Linked DNA regions of Sus scrofa: region 1 is linked to region 2. Evidence: chromatin contacts called from public Hi-C data. All regions are on one chromosome and are shown on one strand. Each heading gives the region's core, a stretch centred on a gene start, on an enhancer-like site or on the middle of the called end of the contact. The rest is flanking DNA. Distances are from core to core; before and after follow the strand shown.

Region 1 (5,586 bases), core at 274-2,773, 36 kb before region 2:
ACTACAAAACAAAATGACAAGTGAAGACAAGACAGCAGTTAAGGCTAAACCACTAAAAAAGTGATAGTAATGTGCCTTCACAAGCCAAAACTTTACTCAAGCAGGACAAACTTGTTTTTTAAAAATATATATCTTGTTCTACCCTCAACAGCCGAAAGGTGTTAACCCAAATGTCCAGCAACAAAATGGAGAAGCAAAATTATTACCCATACAATGGAGTATTCAGGAACGAGTACCCATAAACATGGACAAAACGTGAAAGCATGCTAAGTTATAGATATCAGACAAAAAAAATACACGTAATACCATCCCATGTATGTGAAATATCCGAAACGGGTAAATCCAGAGACAGATTAGTAGCTACCAGGGGCTGCGGGAGAGAAAGGGGCAGGCCAAAAGGGTAGTGGCTGCTTAACAGTACAGGTCACCTTAGTGGGTATAATAAAATGCTTTAAAACTAGATAGAGGTGATAGTTACACAACATTGTGAAGGTATCGAATGCTTCTGAATCGTGCACTTTAAAATGAATGTTACATTAACTCCACCTCATGGGGAAAAAAATAGATTATTTGTTGTGCAAGAACTTAAGGCACTTTAGTTTACATTTGAAAAACCTTCAATACTAATAAAGCCGCCTCAGCAACGAATCTAATCAACTTGTAGATTACATACGAAAAGCAGCCTGTCCAAAAACTCAGCTTAAGGGCTTTTCATAAACACGTTATCCAATTAAAAAAAAAAAAAATACCCGCCCAGACACATCCTATTTGTGTGACCCCGCCCTGTGCCCAGAAGTTCCGAGACCAAACCCATTGTTGGTGAATTAATCTTTCCCAAAAACTTTACCCTGACCAGTTTTAATGCGAAGCAGCTATAAGAACAATACAGCTCAAGAAAGATCAGCTTAAAAAAAAATAGTTATTGGATTCAGGCTGTAAAAAGTGAAGTTAAAGTAACACGAAAATGAAAGAAAGTAGAGAAATCCTCAAATATGGATCGAAGGGTCCAGTCTTGAGTAGTGACTTGAAGAAAAAAAATCCTAAGCCGCTACTTAAGGAAACGTGGGCAAAAAGAAAAAAAAGGCGCCATAAATTGAATGGCCGCGATCTAGAGTACAACCGATTACCGATACCCCCTTTGCCTCAACTCGAGCAATCTCACTTCCCGATTCAGCCCCCCAGGGAAGGGTTATAAGCACCTCCACTTGGAAGCCTGGGTGCCTGCTCCGGGGGGCCGGGAGCCCCCTCCACCGCCCCGTGTTGAACGTCACAAAATGGCGGCAGCGTCTCTTTGTCTCAATCTGGCGCCGCCATTGGGCCTGGCCCCACCTCGGTCCTGTTAAGGCCCATTTCCCACCTCATTCCTTTAGTCGCTGGGTCTCTTACCGAGATCTTAGATTAGAAATGCGAAGACTCAAATCCACGCACCCGCGGCTGTCTCTTCCCACTCCCCTCCCGCCTGGCTCCAGCAGATACTCTCCCCGATCCGGCGTCCACGAAATGGCGGACCAACACCGTCTCCTCGCCTGTATTTATAAGCCATCCTGGAGTCACATGATTGGACGGGTTCGCCCAATGAGAGGCGAAGAAGACCGTGACGTAATGGCCACAAACGCTGCGAGAACCGCGGTTGCTGAGAGCCTTCTCTGGTTGTGCTGCCTCGTCGGTGGAGACGCGCGCAGCCGTCGTGCCTCAGGGCCAGAGCTCCCTCGGTGTAATTCTCCTGTTGCCGAGTTCTCCTCAGTCACCTCTCCCTCATCTCCAAATAGCCTATTAATAGGGATTTAATAACATCATCGCCGGTCACACCCAAACACTGATAGAGCCTTTTGCACCCAATAAGATTACAGTATAAAATGAGTTCATTAATTACTGCTCCGCATGAGCGGTTAGGCAGGAACTGAGACCATCACGTTTACAAACGTGCTTCGGAGTTGCTCCCAAGGTCACGGGGCTGTTTGTGAACCCGCTGTCACCACACTGTGCCCCTCCGGGTCCCACACTTGGGGAAAAGCCCAGTCACGGAAAGTCGGCCCAACTCTGGCTGGTCTGCCACCTCTCACCCAAACTGCACGATTTGGCAGAGACGATGGCGTCATCATTTTGGACTCTTGAAATGTTTAATAGAAACTCAAAGGCAAATGAGACGGGTCAGGCCATCCAGAAAGTATCGCATTTAGTAACAGTATAAAAGGAAGTTCCTGAGGAGATTGAATTCGGCACCCCTCTCCTCCGCAACGAATACCAGTCTGTCTTCTGGCAAAGGCTGTTGTACTGACCGGGGCTCAGAGGTGGGGGGTCTATGGTTCACTAACACCTTCCTCTCTGCTTTCCACTTCCTCTGAAAAGAACTGAGCCACGAAATTAACTATTGGGAGAGAAATACCAATGGTTTGTTAGAAAAATCACCAAGATCTTCCTCTCTGGAACAGTGAGTTCAGCTAAGAGGGTTGCCTGGTTTCCTCCCCTTTCAGTGGAGTCTGACTTACTAACGTATCTAAATCTGCTCTCAAGAAAAATAATAACTTGTATTTTTCCACCAGTAGCTGAAAGATATGCCAAACATTCACTGCTTTCCTTTTCCCAGATATTCTCTTATTGTGGCTCTAAGAAGTTTATCTATCCATGTGGGGTGGAGACACGACTTACTGTTTCTGAGTTTTCACACCTGTAAAAAACGAGGATTTCATACTGGCAAGGGAAGAGGGAGAATGGAAACTACATTTGTTGAGCCAAGCCCTGAGCTGGTCTTACCTGGGTTTTTCCCAGGTAGGAATTCTAGCAAAGCTTTTCTCTTCCTCTTCTTTCCTTCTCTAAATGTTTTTCTATTCTGGCTTACTTCTATTTGCTTTGATTTGCTCCTCTCTTCCTGTGTAAGCTTTTCTCCTCTTTTTATTTCCTTCTATCAAAGCAAAGCCATTGAAGTCAGACAGTCCTATATTTGGACCCACAGTACTGCTGCTACTTACTGCTAAAGTGTCTGGAGAAATATCCCTTACCATCTCAATATTAGTTTCCTCTCTGTAAAATGGGTAACTACACCAAGCCTTGCAGGGTTGTTACATGCAGTCTCCCCACTTACAGGAACTTCAACTTTGTTTGTCTTTTTGTATTTTCTAGGGCTGCACTTGTGGCATAGGGAGGGTCCCAGGCTAGGGGTCTAATCAGAGCTGTAGGCTGCTGGCCTTCGCCAGAGCCACAGCAACATGGGATCCGAGCTGTGTTTGCCACCTACACCACAGCTCATGGCAACACTGGATCCTTAACCCACCGAGCAAGGCCAGGGATCAAACCTACAACCTCGTGGTTCCTAGTTGGATTCGTTAACCACTGAGCCACAGTGGGAACTCCAGGAACTTCACCTTTGGACTGTTGTTGCTCACTCCGCCTCCCCAGGGCCTGAAAACAAGTCTGGCAGAGAGCAGATGATCAATACATATTTGTTTAATTATCTAATTAATTAAAATAAATAATGCAGATAAATAAGCTGGCACAACCCTTGCTCGAAAATGCTCTTTTTAAATGTTCTTTTTTTTTTTTTTTTTTTTTTTTTTAAGGGCTGCACCTGTGGCACATTGACGTTCTCAGGCTAGGGGTTGAATCTGACCTGTAACTGCCAGCCTACACAACAGCCACAACAACTCCAGTCCGAACTGTATCTGCGACCTACACCACAGCTCATGGCAACACCCGATCCTTAACCCACTGAGTGAGGCCAGGGATCGAACCCTTGTCCTCATGGATAATAATCAGATTCGTTTCAGCTGAGCCACAATGGAAACTCCCAAATGTTCTTTTCACATATCAGTATCCCATTCTTTACCACCATTTTTCCTGTTTGTTTGTTTGTGTGTGTAATGCTAATCCAGCATGTATCTTTTTTTTTTTTTTTTTTTTTTTTTTTTTGGTTTTTAGGCCTGCACTCACAGCATATAGAAGTTCCCAGGCTAGGGGTCGAATGGAGCTACAGCTGCCAGCCTATACCACGGCCACAGCAATGCCGGATCCAGGCCTCATCTGCTACCTACACCACAGCTTATGGTGACACTGGATCCCCAACACACTCATCAAGGCCAGGGATCAAACCCAAAGCTTCATAGTTACTAGTCGGATTCATTTCCTGCTGAGCTACAACAGGACCTCTAGTGTGTATCTTAATGGAGCACTTTAATCCCTCCAACGGTATTCCCAAATACCGTTTGAACCTCCTCCGCCCATCCACACACACTTTCCATCTTCTGCTAACTGCAGTCAAGTGATTTATCCATTTAAATTATGGAATACTTTAATGTTCCCTTAAATTTATTCAACCATCAACTACTCTTGTCTAGACCCTAGAGCTCCAGGAAGCATCAAAAGGACATAACTGAAAAAGAAAAAAAAAGAGCATAACAGAATTTCTTGGACAAGAAATATGTATCATATGCAAACAAACATCTCTCGATTTTTTCTGAGGAATTACCTTTCTCACAGTAGACCACATTATTGACCACATTTAGGTGTAGTTGGGTGCTACACTCCACTTTTTCAGGGGGGAGAGACATCAGCACCCCCAGTTAATTGAATCATTTCTGTTCTTAGTGACCCCCCCCCAGTAGTTCAGGAATGGATGAGTAATCCAATCAGACTGTCATCTAATGGGACTTGTTACCTTATTTATTATTATTACTTTTTTTTTTTTTTTTTTTTTTAGGGCAACACCTGCAGTATATGTAAGTTCCCAGGCTAGGGGTCAAATCAGAGCCACAGCTGCCGGCCTACACCACAGCCATAGCAATGCCAGATCTGAGCTGCATCTTAACCAAATCCAAAGCTTGCAGCAATGCCAGATCTGTAACCCACTGATCGAGGCCAGGGATCGAACCCACATCCTCATGGAAACTTAACCCACTGAACACAGTGGGAACTCCAGGACTTGTTACTTTACTTTTTCTGTTTTTAGGGCCCAAGGTGTGGCATATGGAAGTTCCCAGGGTCAAATCTGAGCTACACCTACCGGCCTACACCACAGCTCACAGCAACTCAGGGTCCAAGCTGCATCTGTGACCTACACTACAGCTCACAGCAACGCTGGATCCCCAACCCACTGAGCGAGGCCAGGGATCAAACCCACATCCTCGTGGATACTAGTCAGATTCATTTCCAATGTGCCATGACAGAATTCCTGGGACTTGTTACCTTAGAAATTACCTTTTAATAGCCACAATCTAAATGTACAATGTAAGGTTTTAACAGTTTCTATCTTCCATATTTTTACAAGCCATGAAATTGTCCTAGGGTTCTGGTTAAAGTAATTTGCAAATTTGAACCCTAAGGATAATCAAGTTCTGTATTAGCCACATTAGAGCCATAATCTACTCTCCTTTTTCTAAAAACCCTTCCAATTTAAACCTCTTCAAGTTGTATACTGCCAAAAAATACCCATATAAATTTTTAAGAGCAATGTAATTCTTTTCTTTTCTTTTTTCTTTTTTTTCGGCCCTACCAAGGCATGTGAAGTTCCTGGGCCAGGGATCAAACATGCACCACAGGAGTGACAGTGCCAGATCCTTAACTGCTAACCTATCTGGGAACTCCAAGACCAGT
Region 2 (6,308 bases), core at 1,882-4,381:
AAAAAAAGGAAAGAAAATTTAAGAGAAGAAAACAATGTTATTTAGAAACAGAGATAAATAGTAGAATAAAAGCACTGAAAGCAGCTGCTTGCTGACTAACTCCACTGGGAGGGGGTGGGGCAAGGAACTGCTGTTTATCATTATAAATCTTGTAGATCATTTGGCTTTTTCAAGTCCATGTGTGTATTACTTTCATAAAAATGAAAACTAAATTAAAAGTTATATGGGTCCAATGTGGAAACTTTGGAAAGTACAGAAAAGTATAAGAAATAATAATCACTCATAATTCACCCACTCAGAGAAAGTAACTATGCACATCTTTTGAGGAAGAGAATTCTTTTTTTTTTTTTGTCTTTTCTAAGGCCGCACCTTTGGCATATGGAGGTTCCCAGGCTAGGGGTCAAATCGGAGATACAGCTGCTAACCTACACCATAGCTACAGCAACATGGGATCTGAGCTGTGTTTGCGACCTACACCACAGCTCACGGCAATGCCAGGTCCTTAACCCACTGATCGAGGCCAGGGATCAAACCCTCAACTTCATGGTTCCCAGTCAGATTCATTTCCACTGCACCATAACAGGAACTCCACATTCAATGCTTTTTGATAGCGCTGATCTATCCTTGGCTTTGGTGCAGCCACTATGAAAAACAGAATGAAGATTCCTCAAAAAATTAAAAATTGAACTACCATTTGATGCATCTTCTACTCCTGGGTATTTATCTGAAGAAAAGAACACTAATTAGAAAAGACATATGCACCCCTACATTTCTGCAACATTATTTATACCTGTCTGGTCTGTGGCCCTCCGCTTGCAATATTATTTAAAACAACCAAGATATGGACACAACCTGAGTGCCCATCAATAGATAAATGGATAAAGAAGATGTGGTGTATGCATATATAGTGGAGTATTACTCAGTCATGAAAAAGAATGAAATCTTGCCATTTGTGACAACATGGATGGAAGAGGGTATTATGGTACAGTTATAGGTACAGAGATAGGTGGTTGTCAGAGGGGAGGTGAGTAGGAGGAATGGGGGAAATAGGTGAGGGAGATTAAGAGGTACAAACTTCTGGTTGCAAAATAAATGAGTCACAGTATGGAGAATATAGTCAATAACTATGTAATATCTTTGTGAGATGACTTACAATTAGACTTATATCTCTTTTTGCTTGTTTATTTTTGTTTTGGGCCACTCCCAGGGCATGCGGAAGTTCCAGGCCAGGGATCGAACTTGCACCACATCAGTGACCTCAGCTACTGCAGAAACAATGCCAGTAGCTGAGTCGCATGAGAACTCCCAGACTTATATAATTTTGAAATGTATAGAAATACTGAATCACTATTTTGTATAATAGAAACTAACACAGTGTCGTATACTTCAAAACCAGCCAAACAGACTCAGAAAAAGAATTCAGATCTGTGGTTACCAGAGTGGGGAAGGGGAAGCTAGGTGAAGGTGGTCAAAAAATACAAATTTCCAATTACAAGTACTAGAGATATAATGTACACCATGATAAATATAATTAACACTGCCATATGTTATATATGAAAGTGGTTAAGTGAGTAAATAATTTCTCATCACAAGGAAAAAATATTTTTGGGAGTTCCTGTTGTAGCTTGGCAGGTTAGGAACCTGACTTGCATTCATGAGGATGTGGTTTGATCCCTGACCTCGCTCAGTAGGTTAAGGATCTGGGTGTTGCTGTGGCTGAGGCGTAGGCCGGCAGCCAGAGCTGTGATTGGACCCCTAGCCTGGGAATTTACATATGCTGCAGGTGCAGCCCTAAAAAGCAAAAAAAAAAAAAAAAAAAAAAAAAGTATTTACATGAGGTGATGGATGTTCACTAAACTTACTGTGATAATCATTTCAAGATGTATGTAATTCAAATCATTATGCTGCCCACCTTAAACTTATAGCATGCTGTGTGTCAATCATACCTCAATAAAAATGGAAGAAGGAAAAAAAGAGTTTTGAGGATCACCTGAGATTAAGTGCTTGCCTGTGGTTTGTAAACTGAAAATGCTAATGCAAACATCTGGCACTGTTACTAAATCGTTAAGGCTGGGGAAGAATTTGACAAAGGCACTGGGGGAGAAGGGCCTCTGAGCTGAGAGAACAAAAGATGAAGTGGTTTTTGTGTGCTAGACAAAAGGAAACCGGGCTTTGAAGTCTAGAAAGATGAAAGCAGTCAAGGAAGGCCTATGTTTTTAAGACCATTAAGGAAACAAAGCCTGGGACCCCAAGCTTGAAGGATAAAACCAACACCCACGGTCTTACACAGCTACACAAGAGCGTGGGGGCAACATAATATCATAAAGCACCCTGAAGAATGACTTTCACACATGTTTCTTTCGTTGCCTAGATGACTTCTTTGAAGGCTGGCAGGGACCATGTCTTACTCATCTTGTTTCCAGAAGCCTGACACTTACTGGTCAAGAGCACTGCGCTCCACTCTCAAGGAAGGAATGACTGTCCAAAGGCTTGGGACCTCTTTAACCCAAGGGGTGGTACAGACTAAGCTGCTGGGTAGCCTTGAAAAGCAGGTTCTTCTGGGCACACTGGGATGACCTCCTGTTATCCAATGACCCCAGCCAAGTCAAGTCGCATTAATCCTTACTTTAAGAGGAGGTGGGGCCAAGCCCTCCAGAGGACCTATTTAGGACGGTCGAAACATCCAGGAGAAGCGGGGGATCACAACTACTAGAGTGATAGAATTTCATAGAACTACAGACGAGCGCGCGCACGAGCGCACACTCACACACACAGAGTGCCTGCCAAACTGGTTAAATACGAGGCAGGTTTGTAATCTAGTTAATTGCTTTGGTGTAGTTAATTGTATCCCGCCAATGTCAATTTCCTGGTTTTGATCATAGATTTTAGTTATGTAAGATGTTGAGGGCAGCTGAGTGGGTGATGGGTAAAAAGGACCTCTTTGTACTGATTTTGCAACTTCTTGTGAGAAAAATTATTTCAAAGTAAAAAGTTCAAAAAAAAAAAAAAAGACCCTTTCCCGAGCCGAGCCCCGCCCACCAGGATAAGGCCCCACACCTCACTCTTCTGAGCGCAACCCAGTCTCTCCTGCTGAATTGAGTCGGAGAGGGGCGGGGCCGCGCACGCGCAGACCGGAAAGCCCGCGCCGCGTCGCTGGGAAGTCACGCTTGCGCAGTCTGGGCCCCTGGCCGCCGCGCCAGCCTGTCTCCGCGGCTGGGGACCCGGCTGCCTCGGCCCCTCCGCTTGTCGTCTTTTCCGGCAGTTGGGGCGCTTCCTGTTGTCCTCACCGACAACCGCCCCTCGGCCCCCTACCTCAGAGCTCCTTACGCGTCCCCACCCCTCTTCTGGTCGGCTGGCTGCTGCCGCTGGGGTTTCGCCTGTCCGCACGTCGAGTCCGCTGGCTCGGCCGGCGTCTGCGGCTGTCTGCGCCCTCAGCCCTGCCTCCCCCGGGTCTCTGGTGAGTATCTTGCTGCTGTTGTCTTCAGTCTGGCTCAGGCTTCTCCCTTCATCTCTCCTCTTTCCCCGACTCTTTTTGGGGCTCTCCCCTGCCTGCTGGCGCCCTCTTTCCAGCCCTGCTCTTTCTGCCCCTCCTGACAGACAGCCCCCCCTGACAGACAGCCCCCCTCCTCCCGGCTTCCAGAGGCTCCTTGTGGGTCCTCGGCACGTTTTTCCAGCCCCGGGCTCCCCACCACTCCTTTCTCTTTAGTCGTGTGCATTTGGGGTGGGGAGCCAGGCTGTCTTCTTTCTGTGTTGCCAGCTTTGTCTGCTCACTGCCACCCGCTCAGTCTCCTCCGGGATGTCGGTCGTTAACAATTTTCACCTTTTTGGAGGGGTTGTCTAAGAACGTGAGAGGTGTTGTGTGAGGCAGCGATGTCGAAAGCCCCCACCCCACGGGACCTTTGAATCTGCCCCCTTCCCTACGGTTAGTCTTAGGGTCCCGGGCTTCAGGTCATCTGAAAACCACAAGAAACTGTAGTGGGAGATTTTTAAGAAGAGAGTGGAGAAGGCAAATCACTAAGGACTTAAAGCAAAGTCTGTGCAGAAAGACTTGGAGAAAGTGTGCAGCAGGGAAAGTGGGGAGGCCAGCGCTCCCAGGTGACTAAAAGACGGAGGAACTTGTTCTTTTGGAAAAGTGTAGAGAAAGGTTGCAGTGAAGGAGACCCTGTGCTGCTTCTCCCTTTCAGCTCTCTTTGGCTCTGAATTAGACTTAGCCAGGCAGTGGATGTGGTTTCCCTAAGCCTAAAACTACCAGCACCACAATAACAGGCTCCACTCTCCACCCAGACATTAGATAGCAGCTTCCTCATCAGAGCACAGGAGGAACAACTCTATCTGACTCTAAGAAAACCATTCCTGTCCTAACCGCGCCCCCTTTCATAGATACATGTTCTTAGCTCTTAGTAATGGGCATAAGAAATGGGCGTTTCCCTACTAAGTCTTTTATAAGGTACCTACTAAGTGCATAGCATCGTGCATGATATATATGGTGAAGGATACTAAAAGTAGTATAAGACAGAGTACTTGTCTTTCAGTGGCTTACAGTTTAGTAGAAATTAGATATGTGACTCTCAAGGAATAGTCTTAGCCCCAGTGTTGAATTGTCCAAATGAAAGTATTGGGTTGTTAGTCACAATGAATTAAAGAATTGGTGAGAAAAGGGGTACTTGTGGAGTTAACAGTCCCATTGTAGAGACAGTCAACCGTAAATCACCTGGATTGAATAAAACAAGAGTTTTCATTTGGTCTCCTTTTACTGTTTGCAGTACCTACCCCTGACTTATGAGGATCACAGTTTTTTTTGTTAAAGTTTTTAAGCTTTTTAAGAATTTCTCCCCTACTTATTAGCTATTAATTCTACGGAGTTGGAGAATGAAAGAAACAGGGCAAGGGCTTTCAGTGGTCAGGGCAGGAAGGCTTGAGTTGTCTAAAGCATGAGGAAAAGCCCTGTCTTACAACAAGTACTTGGTGGGCCCAGTAAACCTACTAATTGTTACAGAGGAAAAGTGATTGTAATTTTTGATGAAAGGTTATTGGAATTAAGCTAATCCTTTTATGAGGGGAGGAAAAGGACAGGGAGGAGGTTTTGAAGAAAGGTCAAAGGGAAGGACAGTTCATCCTTTGCTATTACATTAGAGACTGTGAAGGTTGAAAACCATTCTGCTAGAAAATTACTGGTCTGCCATATGAGCATCTTTGAGTACACTTAATCTTCTGTTGATCTTTTACAAAGTTGGGGAACATGCTAGCAACATAAATGGGTCAAAACTTTTGTTCCCCAGTTTTTATATCCTGTCAATGTAAATGTGATTTTATTCTTAGCTTCGCTGACAACTGAAAATCATTAACTTACTCAACTTATGTTTATTAGCCCTGTTATATGGAAGGCACTGTTTGTATTAAGCTTAAACATTCTCTAGTTATATTTTTATGTGAAGTACTTTCATTTGTTAAAATATAAATATATATATATGTAGAGAGACAAAAACACTCTGCAGAAATATTCCTACAAGGGAGGAGTACAAAACCCTCTCTTGCTTCAGACTTGTTTTTAAATCTGGTTTTAAAATTTCTTCACCAAACTTAGAGTGCATGTGGTTTTCATTGTGGGTGGAGGGGGTACAGACTGACAAATAAGGAACCACACCCAAGCTTCATAAACCAGACAGAGGTTTTTTAAAAAAAAATTCTACTGATATTCTAAAAACATTTGAGTTTGCTTTGATAGTAACAGAAACTTCCCCATAAAAAAATAACATTTTATATAAGGAAGGGATGAGTTCAATGTCTTGAATTTGTGATTACTGATCATTTTGGCAGATCATGAATCATAATGTTTGAACTAGAGCCTTGTTTTTTTTTTTTTTTTTTTTTTTGTCTTTGCCATTTCTAGGGCTGCTCCTGAGGCATATGGAGGTTCCCAGGCTATGGGTCTAACCAGAGCTGTAGCTGCCAGCCTACACCAGAGCCACAGCAACTTGGGATCCGAGCCGCGTCTGCAACCTACACCACAGCTCACAGCAACGCTGGATCCTTAACCCACTGAGCAAGGCCAGGGATTGAACCTGAAACCTCATGGTTCCTAGTCAGATTCGTTAACCACTGAGCCACAGGAGAACTCCACTAGAGCCTTGATTTTGAATCTCTTTGCTCTGAAGAGATTATTCTTTCTGTAATTTCCCCTTAGTGTCTTTCTCTAAAATTACTTAATGTTAAGCCTTTTTTCTTAGTGTTTTGCACATTTCTTAAAAGCCCTAGGTTTAATCTGCAAAACAATTAAAAAACTGCTAAGTATTAAGGTGAGAACCTTA

The links. A called contact is a pair of places that touch in the nucleus more often than the background predicts.
Region 1: a contact with region 2 is called in a Hi-C map of embryonic fibroblasts, with 1.7 times the contacts expected there. The contact joins the promoter of SRSF3 here to the promoter of STK38 in region 2. A contact is called at or near these places in 4 of 47 Hi-C or Micro-C datasets (embryonic fibroblasts, heart right ventricle, omental adipose tissue and 1 more) and 2 of 2 datasets of contacts at active chromatin or transcription factors (alveolar macrophages and skeletal muscle).

What each region holds. Positions count from the first base shown.
Region 1 is chr7:32,285,401-32,290,986 of Sscrofa11.1, reverse strand. SRSF3 (serine/arginine-rich splicing factor 3) reads right to left here and starts at 1,523. Exons shown (of 6, transcript XM_021098646.1): 1 at 1,387-1,523.
Region 2 is chr7:32,250,496-32,256,803 of Sscrofa11.1, reverse strand. STK38 (serine/threonine-protein kinase 38) reads left to right here and starts at 3,131. Exons shown (of 14, transcript XM_001929552.7): 1 at 3,131-3,457.